Linked DNA regions of Sus scrofa: region 2 is linked to region 1. Evidence: chromatin contacts called from public promoter capture Hi-C data. All regions are on one chromosome and are shown on one strand. The core of a region is the stretch at or near the end of the contact, and the rest is flanking DNA. Distances in the headings are between cores, read along the strand shown. Region 1 holds the start of SCAF11 (protein SCAF11). Region 2 holds the start of RPAP3 (RNA polymerase II-associated protein 3).

Evidence for each region. Promoter capture Hi-C pulls out the DNA fragments that hold promoters and counts their contacts.
Region 2: a contact with region 1 is called in a promoter capture Hi-C map of liver, with 4 times the contacts expected there. The contact joins the promoter of RPAP3 here to the promoter of SCAF11 in region 1. A contact is called at or near these places in 1 of 5 promoter capture datasets (liver) and 1 of 2 datasets of contacts at active chromatin or transcription factors (skeletal muscle).

Annotation. Positions count from the first base shown.
Region 1 is chr5:76,872,233-76,879,240 of Sscrofa11.1, forward strand. It overlaps SCAF11 (protein SCAF11), which reads right to left and starts at 4,419. Exons shown (of 15, transcript XM_021092989.1): 1 at 4,157-4,419.
Region 2 is chr5:78,061,772-78,069,216 of Sscrofa11.1, forward strand. RPAP3 (RNA polymerase II-associated protein 3) reads right to left here and starts at 4,481. Exons shown (of 18, transcript XM_021092589.1): 1 at 4,391-4,481; 2 at 1,343-1,524; 3 at 135-275. The coding sequence starts at 1,495. It overlaps LOC110260775 (a long non-coding RNA gene), which reads left to right and starts at 3,663. Exons shown (of 3, transcript XR_002344182.1): 1 at 3,663-4,586.

The DNA.
Region 1 (7,008 bases), core at 3,169-5,668:
CATTTGACTGCTTAACTTCTCCAGAGCCTCCGACTCCTTTCTGTAAAATGGACTGATACACTTAAACTGCAAGGCTGCTGAAAAGATCAAATGAAAATCCATGCAAAATGTCTAGAACAGCATATGTGGCACATAATAAATATCCGATAAACATTAGATCTCTTCTGTAATGTGAGTAGGTAATGTCTTACTCTGACCTCTGTACTTTTAGAACTAGTTAAGCAATTACAAGAGCATCAGTGTTTGTTCAAAAGCTCCATGTTGTTAAATTCAAAGAAAAATCTTTTAGCTCTAACCTTATTAAACTGTCATCAACACTTGACCCTACTGACTATCCATCCACTTGAACTACTTTCTTCCTTTGGCTTCTATAATACCACGCTCAGCTCCTACTTCTCAGACCTTCACAGTATTCTTTAGGAGCTCACATTCCTCCAACAAGCTTTTTTCTTTTTTCTTTTAGAGGCCACTGTGATTGATTTTAGAAACTTTTTTCCAAGTTAGAGTCCCCTCCCCATAGTTTCAACAACCTATATAAAAGACTCTAATTTTCTATTTCCAGCCACAGTTCTCTTCTAAATTTTAGAATGAAATATCTAATTGCCTACAGAAATTTCCACTTGAAAGCTCCAAAGGTACTTCAAACCCACCACGTTAGACTCAAAAGTGATTTGATCTTTATTTGGTATCACCATGAACTCAGCTGTAGAACTCAGGACACAGGAAATTTCTCTCTCCTTTACCTTCTGTCCATCAACTGAGGCCTAATGATCACAAACGTCATTCACTTTTGTCCATCTCCACAATTCTCAGCCTATTTCAAGCTATCCTCGTCTATTCTGGACTGCTACTGCAAAAGCCTTAACTAATTTTCCCACATCCACTCTTGTTGTCTCTCCTCCTTTTCCACAGTCATCACCACAATATTAGTTCTGCCTTTTGAAACTACTAAAAATAAGACTAATCTGACTTGTAATGACAACATTTCTAACAGTAAGTTATACCACTCTACAGTTGGTTAAGCATCTTAGTTCCTTCTATATTGGCAATTCAGTTTCAGGGTCACATTCTGTCATATGCTCCCTTAAACTGAACTGATCATAGTGCATGGATATAAGTAACTTAGCAATTTATGCAAAAGAATGAGACTTGTATAACGTTTCAAACCACAATTACTTTTTTTAATGCTTTAATGTTTCTAGCTGAAAACATGTTAATTCATGAACTATTTAAGCACCTACAATGTGTCAGACATTGTTTACTGTTTAGGGACCAAACAGTGACCCAAAATGACAAATTCCATTTTCACAGAACTTGTATTAAACTGAAGAAAAAAATAAAATAGTAAATTACACAGTATCTTGGAAAATAAGTGCAGTGGAGAAAAATCTGGCTAAAAAAGAGCTAAGAAATATAAGAGGAAGGCGTGCTGTCTTACACAGAAGAGTCAAAGAAAACCTCAACAGCAGAGCAGAATTGTGGCTAGAGAAAGAGTGAGGTAATGAAGTTAGAGAGCCTGGTAGACCATAATAAGGACTATGGATTTTACTATGACTGAGAAGGGAAGCCATTTGAGAAGAGAAGTGACCTGATCTGATTTATTTTATCAGGATCACTCTGGCTATTGAGTATTAAAGACTATAGGTGAACAAAGGTCATAGTGAGACTTTTTGGGATGCTATTTTGCAAGTGATAGATGAGTGTTGTTTTTACATCTTATATCGAACTTTTATGTAATTAAGTATTAGGAATTACAAAGCCACAACTTAAAAAAAGAAAAGAAAAAAGAAACGCAAGGACCGCAACAATGCAAAGATGAGTTTTGGGAAGAGCAATAAAATGATTCAAGATATTTAAACACTGGGCTGTACTTAGTGCTACTAACATTTATCACCATTCAGATGTAAAATAAGGTGCAAAGCTATTAATTTATTCTTTGGGACTAAGAATATAATTAAAAATTTTTATTTCATTTGGCAAGGTAAATCAAGATCCAATTTCACTTAAAGACAAGAGTAAATAATGGTAGAGTTTACTAAAAGGAAGTTACAACGAAAATCATTCAAACACTGACTATCACCTTTACGCCAGCCACTCCAGTTAGGTTTTATGACTATTTTTCACTGATGTACCTAAAAAAAGGTAGAGAAGTAGTGTAATACTGAATTCTCTTATTAAGATGCTACTGATGACAAATCAACATCATCATGTAACAGCCCTGATTCATCCCATCTCTGCTGATTAACAGCACAACTTTAAAGAAAACTGCCTAAGTATTGGTTAGTATCCAAAGGATTATGGGGAAGCTGAGTGACCCCTAAAGAGTTTCAATCTCCTGGACCCCCATTACCACCACCTAAAGGCATACAAAAAAATTCCCCTTAAAAATTTCTCCATGACACATGTTTCAGGCAGCATATTTAGGAACAATTTCCATTTTCTTTCACAGATTTCTTCCCCCTTAACATACTGAAGAATGTCTTTACAGAACAGTACATGAGTACCCTTGGAGTAAGCAGACATCCAAATCTTACACGGCCAAAATGTGAAGATGTACTCAAATTCTCAGGCAACAAAAGGTCACTATCTGAATGTAAAACTATATACTTGTAAGACCAAAATACATTATAGCAAAAAAGTGCAGTTACAATAAGCAGGGCTAATATTAAATAAATCCTTCACATTGCATAAACAAAACATAAATTCCAATTATCTTTGATAAAATAGTATCATGCAAAAAGAAATCCAGAACAATTTAAAAATTTCAATTCTTATGGACAGTAAGTTAAAACAAGAAAAACGAAAGTCCCATAAACTTTTAATTTCAGCTCTCAGCCAACAGCAAAAAAAAAAAAAAAAAAAAAAAAAAAAAAGATTAAGCCAACTGCCGAACAGGAAAGAGAAAGCAATGGTCTGGAAAGACACTTGATTATGTATCAAAATTTTAATGCCAACAAAACACAAAAACTAGCAGTTATTTTAAGAATGTGTTTCAAAATCCTGCGACTGAGGTTAAGTAGTAATATGCATGAATTAGCTTTTCTTTTAAAATGAAGAAACACCTTTTAAATACGCTTTTTCCAATATTCAGTTAATTTCCAAAACTGCAAAAATTTAAGAACAGCCTGTACTAGCCAAAGCATTATATTAAAAACTTTTTGGTCAGTTTGGCCTAAAAAATCTTAGCTCACAGATAGTATGATAAAGATGTCAAAATGAAAGCCAAAATGAATGAAAAAAGCTCAACTCGTAGGCACTATACGTAATACGGCACAGAAACACTTTGAGGATATTTTAAAATTCCACATTTGAATCTGAATGCTTTAATCAACTACTCCAAATCAGGCGCTTACTTTAACACAATTTTTCAAAATACGGGGGGTTGGGGGGGGGGCAAGACAGACATCCATTTGTAAGCAGCGTCTTTAAAGATTCAAAATTCCTTGTATCTGAGGAGGGACGCCTGATGGAGCTAAGTTTAGATCTCCTGGCCCTTTTGTTGTCAGCCCAGGAAACTGGTTTAGAAATTGGGGGTGGAAGAAGAGTTTGAAATTCAGGGCACGGGGTGACGCGGGTGCTCACAAGTGCGGGCTCTGCCCTGGTCGCGCACTCCGAGAGGTCACGGCGCAGTAAAGTTTGGTTTCACAAGCGAGCTTGGACGCTACCGACAAAAGCAAAGTCTCGCAAGTCAAGCGGGCGCGGGGGTCGGGGAGCGCCCGGAAGCCCAGCAGGACACGTTTCCACCGCGGGGAGGGGGGTGTCCGTGTGGCGACTCCGTCGCCGAGCCTCTAACCTCAACCCATTCCCCCAGGACCCCCGGGCGGGGACTGGTTCCGCCGACGGGAGGCGGGTAGGCCACAAGAAGGAAATGGGACGGGGTACCGACAGCGAGGCGGCGGCGGCCCAAGCGCGGCCTCCCTCGCCGGGTGGCGAGAGGCAAGGGGGGCCTTGCCCGCCGCAACCTCCCCCGCCTCCAGAGGCAGCTCCAACTTTCCTCCGAGCGCAGGACGCCGCCTGGGCCGCGCGGGATTCCGAAACTTTGTGCGCCCTCCCGCGTCGCCCCGGGCCCGCTCCCCCGCCCTGCGCCGGCGCGTAACCCCCACCCCGCCCGAGAGCGGCCCGCGCCAGTCCACCCCTGGGGTCGGCCGGTGTTTACCTCAGGCCGAGGTCGAGGCGCGGGGATTCCGGCGGCGGCCCCAATGCAGGTCCCTAGGTCCCCGTCACGCCGCCGCCAAGTTCCCCAACATGGACTCCTTCGTCCGCTTTCAGGTGTTCCGGGGGCCGCTGGGGCGCCGGCTCTGCTGGCTGGGGCGGGTGGCGGCGGCGAAGCAGGGAGCGGACCCGGGCTGCGCTGCTCCGCGCGTCTTGCGCCACCGCTGCTCCCCCTCCCCCGCTCCTCGCCGGGCCTCCTCCCTCCCCGTTCCGCGCGTCCCCTTCCCCCTCCCTCCCGCTCTGCTCCTCTCAGCTCAGCGGCGCCTCCACTGGTCGACGCGCTACGGTGGCGACGGCGGCGGCGGCGGCGGCGGCAGCGGCAGCAGGACGGTCGGCGCTTTCCCAACTCATTTGCTCGCTCTAGCCCTGCGAGCAAGGTCGCAGCAATCAACCGGACCGCAGGGGGGCGCTGGCAAACCACCCTTTGCGCCAGAGGAACGTGACGGGCGGAGTCACGTCCCGTGGCCTGCGAGCGGGAGGGAAAACAGCGGCTAGTGGCTTCTGGGAAACATTCTCAGTGCCCGGCTCTCCCCCCACGCCGCGGGCCCTGCGCATGCGCCGTGCGTGGAGCGCCGCTGCTGGCTCTGCTTTGGCAGCGGTACCGGGTAAGCTGTTTGAAACACAATGAAGTAGGCTCTTGGGGACCTGGACGTGCGGGGGTTTGCGCGGCATTTGCTATCCTCTCTTTATGGTAATCTGATATGAAGAGTGTTTGTTGTTTGGCTTTGGGTTGAGTGTTCACCCAGCAGCATTGCCCACCTGAACCGCATCTTGCGGGGAGGCTGAAGTGGCCAGAACTCGTTAGCCCACCTCTTCCCTCCAGGTGGGCTTTTTAAACAGGCCTAGGGGAGAAGTTTCCCACGTGACTCATCAAACTTAGGCATAGCCCCGTGTCTTAATTCCCACAACAAAAAATTAAACTTGATGATCCACTCGTTGGTTGATAGTGACAGGTAATGATTCACTCCAGCAAGTGTCCGAGTCCGCCTAACGGAACATGTGTGCCACTCCTTCTCCCTCCGGTCGTCAAATCTTTTGTTTTACCTCCAAAATACCTTTCAGACTTTTTTAAAGTCACTCTTTACCCGCATAGTTTCTCCCGGACAGTTTCCTCACGGCTCCTGACTGCTCTTCCTGCCCTCAGTGTCCACCCCTCTTCTACCAGCAGGTCCTGGCAGCGCCCCCCGCCCTGTCCACGCCACTGTCCTGCCATCACCCCCCAACCCCCGCACCGTGTGCTGGAGCTCTTCCCGGGCCGCCCCACCTACTTGGCTCACCCAAGTTTCAGCTGTAGCCACCTTGCCACTCACACTTTTTCGTGTCGTCTGCCCCCTTCCTTTATGTCCTCATTGCCCAGGATGACTTTTTCCTCCTCACTTTCTCGGGACCCTGCCGAATGGGCACCCCTCTGCCTCTCTCCTCCGAGGTAGCTGGTTGCCATGACCCTCCTCACTTCTCTGGCTCCCCCATCTTGTGCCTCGTGTTTGGTCTGTTGAGGGTCAGTCTCACACTGTGAGCACTGGGACAATGTCTTAATACCTTCTTAATAACAGCTCCTGGCACAGTGCCTGTTACTCAATTAAGGACTTGGTAAATAGTTGCTGAAGGAGTGTATGAATGGCAGGCTTGTCTCTCTTTTTGTAATTTATTATTTTTAAAATTTTATTGGCATGTAGTTGATTTGCAATGTTGTTGCAATGTTGTCTCTATTTTCAAAGTGAGGTTTTTTACAATGTATAGTTTTTGATATAAGCTTTGGGAATTTAAATGGGCTTTACCGTGTTTGGGTATTTGAAAGAATGATAATCTAGAGAAGTTTATAGCAGTACATTATAAAGAATATGATAAAGAATGACTTAAGAAAACTTTGCTTAAGAAATTATATGATATAACCAGATCAACAAGCATTGTTAGGAGCCATTCAACTGAATACAATGAGAATGTCACCAAGCTTTGTGGTATAATTACATATATATATATATATATATATATAATCCTCACCCTAGAAAATCCAACTTCTTGGAGTATAACTCCAGATAGAGACTTCTAGTGTGCCATTCTTTTATGTAAAAATTTATGTACGAATATCTTTACATACTTGTTTTTGGGGAAAATGTTCTCTCTTAAAAATTAATCAAAGGTCAAATGATAACGTTTGCCAAATAAAAAAAACTGTAAATGGAGTTCCTGTCGTGGTGCAGTGGTTAACAAATCCGACTAGGAACCAGGAGGTTGCGGGTTCAATCCCTGCCCTTGCTCAGTGGGTTAAGGATCTGGCGTTGCCGTGAGCTGTGGTGTAGGTTGCAGACTTGGCTCAGATCCCTCGTTGCTGCAGCTCTGGTGTAGGCCAGGGGCTACAGCTCCAATTAGACCCCTAGCTGGGAACCTCCATATGCCACAGGAAGCAGCCGTAGAAAAGGCAAAAAAAGACAAAAAATTTTAAAAAAATTTTTTTTAATTTTAAAAACTATAATTTTTTTTTTTTTTTTTGGTCTTTTTAGGACCATACCTGAGACATATGGAAGTTCCCAGGCTAGGGGTCGAATCAGAGCTACAGCTGCTAGCCTACACCACAGCCACAGCAATGTGGAATCGAAGCCATGTCTGTGACCTACACCTTAGCTCCTGCCAATGCTGAATCTTTAACCCTCTGAGTGAGCCAGGGATCGAACCTGCATCCTCATGGATGCTAGTTGGGTTCTTAACTTGCTGAGCCACAACAGGAACTCCAAACTATAATTTTTAATTAACAATAATAGTATACCATTTCAGCAAAACTGAACAACACAAATCTTT
Region 2 (7,445 bases), core at 3,231-5,730, 1.2 Mb after region 1:
TAAGAGAAAAACATAAGTCCTAAGAGCATTACATTATTTTTCATTTAATCCACGACTCTTAACTAAAACCAAGAAAAAGTTACTCGAATACTAAGAGTAAATTTTACTAAGAGCACATAAATGGATTAACTTACCACATCAAGTTTTGCCCATGCCTCATAATCATAAGATTTTATCCTGTTTTTCGTGTTTTCATCTTTGGTTTTTGTAGATGACTCTTTAACTTTGCCTTTCTTCTTTTTCCTAAAATTCCCATTCCGAATAGGAGGCAAATTCTCGGGAGGAAAAACAACAGAGTGTTTGGAGACTGGTTTAGTACTTTTCCGTACAACTAGCAAGTTTAAATTTTTCACTAAATTGTATTTTCAAGTAAAAGTAATTTTTAATTTAATCTTCAAGTGGTTAGAAATACCAGTTCGCCATCTTCATTTATAACAACTTACGCTTGAAAAGTCTAATTTATCCTTGACAAATACTGAACATTGTTCAGTCAAAAGAAAAGTATGACCTAGAAATTCTAATTATTCATCCAACTTGCAATCCTATAATCAAACTTCAAAAACTTCCTCAGCCTTAGTACAATGATTTAGCAGTAGCATAAGAGCAAACTGAACTGCCCCCACATCATTACATACAGTATGAAAAAGCTATCCATATATTTGAATGTACTGTCTTAAGGAAAACATTTGGTTGAGCCTGGGTACTAAGTTTTTAAAGGCAATACTCTTCGCTAATATATCACTAAATATATAACTATATATGGTATACATAATATATATACAAATCTACATATTTTATGATCGTGTTCGCCTACCTTAAGAATTATCACAGTCTTCCTTTCAGTAACTATTCACTAAGGCTTAAAATGTCTTTACATAGTTAATACAATTGTTACAAAGACTTTAAAAAGCAGAGTGTTCCAAAATGTTGGCAGAAGGCAAATCATTTTAATCAGTACTTCCACAAAACATTTTAAAGGCAGTACTTTACTTATTTATTTATTTATTTAATTATTTTTATTTTTATTTTTTTGTCTTTTCTAGGGCTGCACCGGAGGCATGTGGAGGTTCCCAGGCTAGGGGTCTAATTGGAGTTGTAGCCACCAGCCTACGCCAGAGGCATAGCAACATGGGATCCGAGCCTCGTCTGCAACCTACACCACAGCTCACAGCAACGCTGGATCCTTAACCCACTGAGAGAGGCTAGGGATTGAACCCACAACCTCATGGTTCCTAGTCGGATTCGTTAACCACTGAGCCATGACGGGAACTCCGGTAGTACTTTACTTTAAAATAAACAGTTTTGCTAGATGCTAAAACAGGAATTTAGTTAAGAAATTTACCTCTTCAGGAACACCATTCTGTCTTCTTAGTTCCATATCCTTTTGTTTAATATCTTTTTCCCAGTTTTCTAAATCCCTCATAAAGTCTTGCAGCTCTTCTGCATTTTGTTTCACTTGTAGTTGTAATTCAATTGCTTTATTTGTTGAAGTCATTGTGGCCTGCAGAGTTCTGACCAACCAACCTTTGTTAAAAATTAAATAGATTTGTTTTTTGAAACCTAGCTAATTAATGATTTTTACCTCTTCATAAATGGCCAAGATACAAGTAAAGAAGGGAGCCTAAAGTGATGCAGAAGAAAAAAAAATCAGTATTTCATGTTTCAAATGAATTGATCAACATTTGTTGAATAATAAATGCAAAAAAAAAAAAAAAAGACAAGTTTGGGTGTCTCCACATTGCAATGTAATGAAAGGCAATGGGGAGGAAATCACTGAAATTAGCAAGTAGCCTTTGGTAGGTTGGCTGCTCATCTCTAGAGTTTATAAGTTTAGCCTAAATACATCCTTTACTCCTTTTCATAATTTTTTTTTTTTGCATGAACCCATTCAGAAGTTCCTTGGCCAGGGATCAATGCCACGCCATCAGCAACCTGACTACAATTTTCAAAAGCAAAGAGGTTTCAGGATTGGAGGACAAGTGTAAAGACAATTTTCCTGTTTGGGATAAGCTTAATTTGAGTTCTTATGGGACATCAGGAGGACATACTGAGTAGGTACTTACCAAAATATACATTTGGGTGTCATTAGCATAGACAATATGGGCTAGAAATATAAATTTGGGTGTCATTAGCATAAAGATAGAAGCTACATTGAGAAGCAAGATGATGGGCTCACGGTGAGCAGAAGTCAAGGGATGAAATATAGGTATACCTAGAAGCAGATTTTAAAAACACTTTCTCTTCAGATTATCTTCTTTCATACTAACTGATAATCATCTTGATACAACAGCATGCTATCACCCTTCTGTGGACATTCCATATGAACACACAAAACCTATCCCTCGGCCAGATCCTGTACATGATATTGAAGAAACACATGATCTAGTGCTGACACCCAGATTAGAAGGAAAAGGTGAACACTTAGAGCAAGGACCCATGACAGAACAACTTAGCAAAATGTTCTTTACTACTAAGCACTTTTGGTATCCTCATGGACAGAATCATAGATGTCGTAGGAAACCAAATCCTCCAAAACACAGATGATACTGAGATTTTCAGAAATCAAAGAAAAACATTATTCTGCATTTCATTTGCCGTTTGAGAAAATACAGTTGGGTATTTCACCAGTATGTTATACAGTGAAATAATTAAAAGGTCTTAAAAAAGAAGCTACAATTGTGGGATTTGGACATGTTTAACTACTGTGACAAAGGGGGTAGGGGGGACAGGAGAACACTAACATTTAGGGAACAAACCAAGGAAGACAGGCCAACCCAGTAAAAACTAAGCAGTGGCATCTAGAGAGCTGGGAAGAAAACTTGGAATACTGTCACAGAAGAGAATTTTCAAAAAGATACTTAACAATGCCAAATACCGCAGAGATCATACAGGAGAAATAATGTACGTTAAATTTGTTTAGTCATATAAAGATTACACAGTTTTTTGGTTTGTTTTTTGTCTTTTTAGAGCCACATCCAAGGCATGTGGAAGTTCCCAGGCTAGGGGTCTAATTGGAGCTGCAGCGGCCTGCCTACGCCATAGCCACAGAAACTTGTGACCCAAACTGCATCTCCGACCTACACCACAGCTCATAGCCAACGCCATATCCCCCACCCACTGATTGTGGCCAGGGATGAAACCCACATCCCCATGGATACTAGTCGGGTTCATTACCACTGAGCCACAACAGGAACTCCCGATTACATACAGTTTTAATGGAATTTTTTTAGGAACAGAGATAAAATGAGCTGAGTAAATAAGACATAACGGAGATCAGCATAATTTTGCCTTTCATAACCTAAAATTGCTCAGGAGTATGGGTGGAGGGGGGCAGTGAGAAACAGGGTAAAAGAAGATACAGGAGGGGACAGGTGGGGAGGCGGGGAACGGACTGGGGGTCTGGGACTGGCATATGCACACCGAGGTATACAGAACCATGGACCAACAGGAACCTGCTGTACAGTGCAGAGAACTCTACAGAGTATACTGTGATAATCTATGTGGGAAAAGAATCAGAGAATGGATATGTGTGCATGTATCACTGGCTCACTTTGAAGTACGGCAGAAACTATCACAGCCTCGTAACTTAACTATATTTCAAAAAACTAAAAAAAAAAAAAAAAAAAAAAAAGATATAGGAAAGGGGATGAGTGATGGGGCAAGGTGCCCAAAAAGTGCAGTAGGTTTGGAGGGAAAGATAGAGGAGACTAGAAAAATGATTCTTCTTGGAGGAAAAGATGTTTGCAACGACAGATAAGACCCCTAGTCATGGCCCAGAAACTAAAGTTTAAGCTTCTTTCAGGCAGTGCCCATATTTGATCATATATGTACATCTCATGAAAAAAATAAAACTAGAACAATGCTTTGCGGGGGGGGCTCAAAAAACGTGAATAAAAGCGTAACAAGGCATTGAGTTACTGTAGGAAGTAGAAAGCTTTTCCATTTCACCCATCACCTCTCTGCTCCCACAGAACCTGTATCCAGGCACGCAACCAGAAACTTCCAGCGCCTGGAGGTATCACTTTCTACTCTACATCCGAGCGAGCATTGCACACCCCCGCCGAAAGGGGGCGGGCCCCACAGAGGTCTCGGGAGGGTGGGTCTGCGGCCCTGACCACCACAAACCGACCAATGCCCGCGGCACCCAGGGTGGAGAGACCCCCAGCAAAGCTGACCGTCTAGGGACTGGCCTCCCGAACTCGCTCCCCAGTGCGCCGCTACCCTGGACACCGCCACGCCGCCCCAACGCGGTGCCCCCGCCGCCCGCCCTGGCCTTCTCGGTCTCTCCCGGTACCCACAGCAGCAAACCCTCCTCCTGCGGGGAGACCCCAGAAGCCTCCTTGCTGCCGTAGCTCCCTCGCAAAAAGTGACAACCGTAAAGCTGGCTCACCTCACCAGGCCACTACCGGCCCCACAACCGCCGCGCCCGACTCTCAGCTACTCACGCCGGCCCCGCCTTCCTGAGCTATCCCACAAGTCCTCGCGTGGCCTCGCCCCGCCCCCTGGAGCCAGGACGGAGCGTGCGCAGAAGATCAGGTGCGCTGAGCCCTCCTCCTCTGGGTGGAATCAGCCTAGAGGATTGACAGGTGTGTTAAAGCAAAATCTGACTCTGCCTGCTTCCAGCTTCACAGTAGGTACTCCAAAAACTGCAGGATCATCCTGGCCTGTTCTGATTCCCCACATAATAATAACTTGAATAATGCTTTGGATCGCTCCCACTGTTATCCCTAATATTTGCCTTGCTGGTTTGTAACCGTATTTTATCACTTTTGTGCATATGAAAATCACGTGGGGGAATTCCCGTCGTGGCTCAGCGGAAACGAATCTGTCTAGGATCCATGAGGATGCAGGTTCAATCCCTGGGCTCGCTCAGTGGGTTAAGTATCTGGCGTTGCCGTGAGCTGTGGTGTAGGCCAGTGGCTACAGCACCGATTCAACCCCTAGCTTGGGAACCTCCATGTGCCATGGGTGAGGCCCTAAAAAAAAAAAAAAAAGAAAGAAAAGAAAAAGAAAATCATGTGGGAAAGTTACTGTTTCTCTACCATGAACAGGCTATGGTAACTATACTAATTTTGCAGGGTTTTTTTTAATCTTTAAGTACTTGTATTTGGCAAATCTGTTCTTCAGTCTGACTACCTTGCACTTTTGCAAGTAAATTCCTTCCTTTTCTAAGTATCTATCTCTGAATCTTTCTTGGACGTGTGTCAGTATTAAGACCTATCTTTTGATGTGCCCTAGCCACTAAGTGAAAAGAACATGAAGCTTTTAACATTATGTGCTTCTGCTTCCTGTGTGAGTGAACTTTCATTTTCATGGCAAGTCTAAAACTGTAAAACAGGAGTTCCAGTCGTGGCTCAGTGGTTTATGAACCCGGCTAGTATCCATGAGGACGCAGGTTCAATTCCTGGCCTCAGTGGGTTAAGGATCCTGCGTTGCCTGAGCTTAGGCGTAGGTCACAGACGTGGCTCAGATCCCACATTGCTGTGGCTACAGCTCTGATTAGACCCCTAGCCTGGGAACTTGTATATGCCACAGATGCAGCCCTGAAAGGCAAAAAAAAAAAAAAAAAGTATAAAACAAAATAAAATTGTAAAACAAAAATAATTTTAAAAGCCCGTGAAAACAGACAGAAACAAATAAACCTTTCCATCTGAAATAGCCCTATAATTTTTTCTTTTTAGCTTTTTTTTAGGGCTGTTCCTGCGGCATATGGAGATTTCCAGGCTAAGGGTCGAATCTGAGCTACAGCTGCCAGCCTACGCCACAGCTCACTGCAACGCCAGATCCTTAACCCACTGAGCAATGCCAGGGATCGAACCTGCAACCTCATGGTTCCTAGACAGATTCGCTAACCACTATGCCTCAACGGGAACTCCTAATGTGGTAATGTTTCCATTTCCTTTTCATCTGTATATGTTTTTATATTTAAAGTGGGTTTCTTGTTACAACATATAATTGGGTCTTATTTTTGTTTTTGTTTCATTTTGCTTTTTAGGGCCGCGCCCACAGCATATGGAAGTTCCCAGTCTAGGAGTTGAATTGGAGCTACAGCTGCTGGCCTACACCACAGCCATAGCAACATCAGATCAAAGCTGCATGTGCAACCTACACCACAGCTCTTGGCAATGTGGGATTCCTGACCCACTGGGCAAGGCCAGGGATGGAACCCACATCCTCACAGATGCTAGTCGCATTTGTTTTCAATGCACCACAACAGGAACTCTTGGATCTTGTGTTTTAATTTACTCTGAGAGTCTCTAACTTTGATTGGTACATGAAGAACATTGACATTTAAAGTGATTACTGATATAGTTGTATTAATATCTACCATTTTCATTACTGTTTTCTTTTTGTTGCCCTTGTTCTTTGTTCCTATTTTGTCTTCTACTCTTTTTTCTGCCTTTTATGCTTTTGAGTATTTTATATGATTCCATTTTCTCTCCTTTCTTAGCATATCAGTTATACTTCTTTTTTAACTTTTTTTTTTAATTTATTTCTTTTTTCCGCTGTACAGCATGGGGACCAAGTTACACTTACAAGTATACATTTTTTTTCCACCCTTTGTTCTGTTGCAATATAAGTTTTTTTTAACTTTTTTTAATGGTTGCCATAGAGTTTGCAATATATATATATATACTCAGCTAAACCATGTGCACTTGCAAATATCACTGCCACTTCCTGGATAGTATGAGTACTTTATAATAACAAATTAATCCTAATTCTTCCCTCCCGTCCCTTGTACCTGTCACTCATTTCATATATATATGTGTGTGTGTGTGTGTGTGTGTGTGTGTGTATTTATACATAGATACACACATACATGCATACATACATGCATAAGTATGTATCATCAAATATATTGTTATTATTATTATCTTGAACAAACTGTTATCAATTAAGAATCAGAAAAATGAAAGTTTTTATTTTGTCTTCACTTATTCCTTCTTTGACACTCTTCCTTTCTTTATATAGGTCCATGTTTCTGACCTATATTAGTTTCCTTCTCTCTAAAGAACTTCTGCTAACATTTCATGCCAAGCAAGTCTACTGGCAACAAATTCCCACAATTTTCATTTACTTGAAAAAGTCGTTATTTCTCCTTCACTTTCCTTTTGAAGGATAGTTTGCAGGGTACAGATTCTAGGTTGGTGAGGGTTTTCTCTCAACACATTACATATTTCATTCCTCTCTCTTCTTGCTTATATGGTTTCTGAGAAGTTAAATTTAATTCCTACCCTTGTTTCTCTATAGATAACGTGTTTTGTTACCCTCTGACTTCTTTCAGCATTTTCATCTTTGATATTCTATAATGTGAAAGTGATATGCCAAGGGGTAGTTTTTTGTTTGGATTTATTCTGCTTGGTGTTCTCTGAGCTTCCTGGATCTGTGGTTTGATGTCTTACATTAATTTGGCGAAATTCCCAGTCATTATTGTTGCAAATATT